2 separate regions of the Mus musculus genome follow, and region 1 is linked to region 2. The links are chromatin contacts, called in public promoter capture Hi-C maps. All regions are on one chromosome and are shown on one strand. The core of a region is the stretch at or near the end of the contact, and the rest is flanking DNA. Distances in the headings are between cores, read along the strand shown. Region 1 holds the start of Fundc1 (FUN14 domain containing 1). Region 2 holds the start of Efhc2 (EF-hand domain (C-terminal) containing 2).

What was found. Capture Hi-C pulls out chosen DNA fragments and counts their contacts.
Region 1: a promoter capture Hi-C map of liver shows a contact between it and region 2, with 3 times the contacts expected there. The contact joins the promoter of Fundc1 here to the promoter of Efhc2 in region 2. A contact is called at or near these places in 1 of 484 Hi-C or Micro-C datasets (cerebral cortex), 2 of 115 datasets of contacts at active chromatin or transcription factors (embryonic stem cells and kidney) and 1 of 9 other capture datasets (liver).

What each region holds. Positions count from the first base shown.
Region 1 is chrX:17,570,917-17,573,616 of GRCm38.p6, reverse strand. Fundc1 (FUN14 domain containing 1) reads left to right here and starts at 1,292. Exons shown (of 5, transcript NM_028058.4): 1 at 1,292-1,464; 2 at 2,158-2,314. The coding sequence starts at 1,437.
Region 2 is chrX:17,318,577-17,321,276 of GRCm38.p6, reverse strand. It overlaps Efhc2 (EF-hand domain (C-terminal) containing 2), which reads left to right and starts at 1,336. Exons shown (of 16, transcript NM_028916.5): 1 at 1,336-1,403; 2 at 1,909-2,035. The coding sequence starts at 1,994. The region is part of intron 2 of Gm35105 (a long non-coding RNA gene); the gene reads right to left.

The sequences.
Region 1 (2,700 bases), core at 43-2,542, 250 kb before region 2:
GTCTGCTCGACTAACAGGGCACTAAAAAAACTAGAGCCCTCAGCAGTTTGAGAAAAATGTGACCTGGGGATCCATCCCATATACAGTCGCCAAACCCAGACACTTTTCTGGATGCCAACAAGTGCTTGCTGACAGGAGCCTGTTATAGCTGTCTCCTGAGAGGCTCTGCCAGTGCCTGGCAAATACAGAAGTGAATGCTCACAGCCATTCATTGGACTGAGCACAGGGTCCCCAATGGAGGAACAAGAGAAAGGACCCAAGGAGCTGAAGGCATTTGCAGCCCCATAGGAGGAACAACAATATGAACCAACCGCTATTCCCAGGATACCCAGGGACTAAACCACCAACCAAAGAAAACACATGGAGGGACCATGGCTCCAGCTGCATATGTAGTAGAGGGTGGCTTTGTCAGTCATCAATGGGAGGAGAGGCCATTGGTCCTGTGAAGGCTCTATGCCCCAGCATAGGGGAATGCCAGAGCCAGGCAGCAGGAGTGGGTGGGTTGGTGAGCTGGAGGAGTGGGGAAGTGATAGGGGGAGGAGGGTTTTCAGAGGGGAAACCAGGAAAGGGGATAACATTTTAAATGTAAATAAAGAAAATATCTAATTAAAATTTTTTTTCATTAAAAAAAAAAACCTTTAAAATATTTGCCCTGACACTTGTTAAAATAGATAGTGGGTCTATTTTAATTTGGGATACAACAACAACAACAAAAAGCTGGAGATTTATAGTGCATAATCTGAGGGGGTCGAAGTGTAGAGTCCTACCAAGAGGAGACATCAAGGGAGTTTATTGCTGAGCTAGTTTAATTGGGTTCTTACTGGAGAATGACTGGGTTATTAGACATCAAGCAAGAAGTGGGCCTGAAATTTCTGTTAAAGCCAACAGAATTCTTGAAAGAACTAAAGGCCAAAGATAGGGCCTGAAAAAAGAACACCTAATCAGAAAGACAGCTTCGTTGAAGCATCCTGACTAAAGACTTGTTAAGAACAGTCTGCCAACACTAAACTGATTATCTTGTTCTATTACCCTTAGCCGCTCCTCCCTCCATTCCTTTAGCGTAAAAAACAAACAAACAAAAAAACCAAAAAGCAAAAACAAAAATAAGACAAAACAACAAAAAACTCTTAGAAACTTAGAGCAGGTTGGGGTAATGCCCAGGCTACAGTGGAAAAGAGCACGGACTACATTTCCCATAAGCAATAGGAGGGCGGGGACTCAGCTATTCCATCACAAGTCCCAAGCCTTGCGGCTGCGCACAAATTGTTGGAGGTCGTGTACAGGGAAGAGTGGCGGTGACGCGACTGTGTGGGCGGGGCGAGGAGGAGGCTGAGGAAAAAAGAGAGACCATAGACTTCCAACTCGGCCTAGAGCGTCCTTTAAAGTGGTGGGGAGAGGCGGGCAGGGACCACCCCCAACTGGCCGCTGGCGGTATCATGGCATCCCGGAACCCCCCTCCCCAAGGTGAGCAGCCAGGGCCCGAAGTAGTCTCTGGGACGCTGCCCACAGCACTCGACCTTTTATTGCTATGGTGTTTCTCCCTTTCCCTCCTCCAGTGTTTCTGGGGCTCTGTCGCTGTACAGCCCCTTTGCGAGAGCCCCTTTGAACCAGAGGTCTCCTTTCCCTCTCTGCGGAATTTAGCATGCTCACCTACACCTAACCAAGGCTAGACCCTGCCCTGCCCTGCCCCCACCTCGAGCCCTTCTCCATCTTGCAAAATTAGGAGGGTTGGCGGGTTGATTTCCATGGTTGGTTGCGTTTTAGTCCTGCTCTGATTTCCTCTTGCTAGGTTCCTGACTTTTCCTTTCATGGAAGGATCATCCCCTCGCCCCCTTTTCCCACAGATGGAAATGTACCCTGCCCTGACCTTATTCTCATTGTGCGGGTGACCGCCCACTGCTTTGTAATTCAACTGGCCTCTGGCTGCGTGTCCCTAAGCCTTGGGAAAGGAAATGCCGATGCTGTTGCTAGGCCCTTTATGCTTGAGGCCCTAGTCTCCCAGATCGAGTTAATCACGCTCCTTCGTTTACATCTGGGCCTTTTTAGTTGTAGACCAGACATGACAGTGTGTTGGCCCACAGGTTTTATGAAAACAGCTTGTGAGACGTTTCAGACTGTAGAATGAATGTTTTTTTTTTCCATTTTGTATTTTTAAAGACTATGAAAGCGATGACGAATCATACGAAGTGTTGGATTTAACTGAATATGCAAGAAGACACCACTGGTGGAATCGAGTATTTGGCCACAGTTCCGGACCTATGGTAGAAAAATACTCAGTAGCTACTCAGATTGTAATGGGTGGCGTGACTGGCTGGTGAGAACATTCTTTTCATTAAATTTTAGTGGGAACCTGGCTCTTGTCCTTTTGTAAATGGCACAGCCTCCATAAATCTTCAGTGGCTCCCCACTTTTAAATTCCAGAAGAACACAACTTTGGGGCTTTTCCCGGATCTTATTGGTTGTATCAGCCTTCAGATAGTCCTGGTTGGATTTTGATGATTTCCCTCTGTCAAAGGCCCACCATAGTTCCACTTCCACCCTTTACACTTCCTTTAATTCATTAACAAATTTTCAACTTAAGCAAGTTAATTATAAGTAAGTTGTTACTTGCTATTCAGTGCCAATAACTGGAAAAAACATGAGAACTCCCATTGCAGAACTAGCCTCTAAGATTCTCAGCTCTGTACATAGAAGCATTAA
Region 2 (2,700 bases), core at 87-2,586:
AGTTCACTTTAGAAAGTAACAAAGAAAAGGATTTTCAAACTCATTTAGGAGAACCTGGGCTTGGTGACATACATCTATAATCCCAACACTGTGGAGGTAGGGGCAGGAGGAGTAACAGTTTCCTAGTTTGAGCTCAACTTGAGCTGTGTGGTGAGACTGTCTCAAAACAGCCCCAAAGCAAACAAAAGAAGAGGTTTATGTCACTCACTGTATTAGTGTTAATAATTAGTGAAATAAATGAAAACAGTAATTGTCAACAATAGATGACAGCAGATTTGTGTTCTAATCACAGCATGCACATTAGATGGATGAACTGTTATTCACATGTGTCATCATGTAAAGATCTCAAAAATAAAAACCATAGGTTAAAAGAGGAGGCAGGAGGGGCTTGAGTTATTCTGATTTGAGGGCATGCCTGTAACAGAAGGAGTCTGTGGGAGGCAAATCAAAATATACACTCTATAAACACAGAAAATAAAGTTGAAGATTGTTGAAGAACAGTCTCTGTCTTTAAAGAATTTTCAGGCATTTAACAGAAATCCAAGTAAATATATGATTACCATGTAGGAGGAGGAAGGCACAAGTAGTGTGTATTATGTTTAATGAAGATGGAGGAGGGGTACAGGCAAAGCTGAGGGAACATTCATTTCCCAGCAATGGCAAAACTTTCTGTACCTCCTTTTCACACTAAACCAAATCCTGGAACAAGAAAGATGAAGCCTTGATGAAGCATGGGAAGACAGGTGTGTTTCTAGAACACAGAGTGATTTGCAAATTCCTAGAAGATCCTGGTGGAAACAGCTAGGGGTTTCTTGAAGCTGGAAAAGAGGAGAGGAGGGTCAAAGCAGTACACTACAGATGAAAAGTGGCTCTAGGCCTGGCTAAGGAGTTTGATGGCCTGCAGGGGAAGGGAAGGCAGCCTTTCTTAAAGCAGAGAGTAACAATTGCAGTTTGAATTTGACAAAGGGAGGCTCTATAAGCATGATCAGTTGCCCTTACCTCCACTTCCAAGGAATAGAGTAAAGCAAGCTGTAATTAGACGTAGGGGTCTCAACAGAAATAGCAGAGGGAGTGATAAATACACTAAGGTGCCCAGCCAGCAGGGCTGTGGGGCAGTTAACTGTAGGTTTTCATTCTAGGCATCTGGGTGCCTGGTGGAGCAGTCTTGATATTTTTGGTTTTGTTTTTTGACATATTTCACAGTAACGCCTAGTTTGGCTTGGAACGCAGGCCTCCTGGGTGCCAGGATTTTAGGCACGAGACATCGTGTTTTATGCTGCTTGACCCTGCTCCTGGCCACTGCTGATTGGACTTTAGATTTTCCACACTTAGGTCATACAAGAAAGGATCAGAGGAAGAACTGAAGGCCATGCTTACCTTTGGAATGAGTTTCCCAGTAGGGGGTGAGTGGTTTTAGATTCATCTCAAACGCTTTAATTAAAAAATAGAGGCTGGTGTAAATGCAACACAGCTCTGTAAGCTCATAAGGGTCAGATTTCTGTACGTTTCTGGGCATTTTAACTACATTTGATAACAAAATAGCAAAACAATGCTATGTCAAGATTTCGTGAGCTGAAGGTCACAGGAGGATATGAGCTCTAGAAAAAAAAAAAAAAAAGAGTGAAAGCAGAAAATAGCATAAATGAAAACCGAGCACTCACTGTGAGCGCAGAAGACCAGTGGGGTCAGAAACAGGCAGCTTCCGCAGGTGGGCGGTCAGGGAAAGAAGATTAGCAGGGTGGCGGAGGGGGAGGGAGGGGCCCTGCGGACTCGACCCCGCCCCGTCGTCCCCACCTCCACTCTGTCTCGCCTCACCCCCTCCCAGACCATGGTTCCGCCCTAAGACCCCTACCCTACCCCGCCTATCTTAGCCCCTCCTCCCTCCATGACGCTATCTCCGGTCTCCAGGTAACGCAGGGGTCAAACAAGCAGCGGTTGAGGGCATTCATCTCTCTTTGGTTGGACCCTGCATCCTCATCGGACGTTGACAGCCATGGCTCTACCGTTTCTGCCTGGCAACAGCTTTAACCGCAATGTAAGTAGGCAGGAAGCCTGAGATCCTGGCCAGATCCTGGGGTTTAGAACAGGATCTGGGAGTGTTCATCTTACTAGATCCTACCTGTGAGCTAGCTCCTGCCTTTTACTCCTGTGTGCTGAGTACACCTCAAACTTCTTGTTCCCTCTTCCTTTTTTCTCAAAGTGCATCTGAATGCTTTTCCTACATGACATCGAAGTACAGGTAGCAGGGGCATCCAAAGTAGTTGGTGACAGTGATGATAAAAAGAATCACTGAGTGTTTTAATGTGTGTGGGGTGCTATGCTTTAATTGCCTTGGATATTCTCAACAGCTGTTTGAATTAGATCTTTTTGTTCCCATTTACAGCTGAGGAAACTGAGGTCTTCGTGGTGATAGTAGTTTTCTTTCAGGCAGCTGGTCTTTATAACCCACGAGTCTAATTATTATCTTTAGTACACTGTGTGCAAAAACAAATGTTGGTACTAAATAGAAGAAACACAGAAGGAAGCATGGCAGATAGGGAAGCCTTCTATTAGCCTATAAAGTTTAGTGCCACACTAGGAAGACAGGCCCTTAAACCTGGAGGACAAGATGAAAGCACAAAATCAAAACATTACAATCCCCTAGAACATCAAAGAACTCAGTATTACGTAGCCACATACCTAACAGGAGGAAAACCAGTC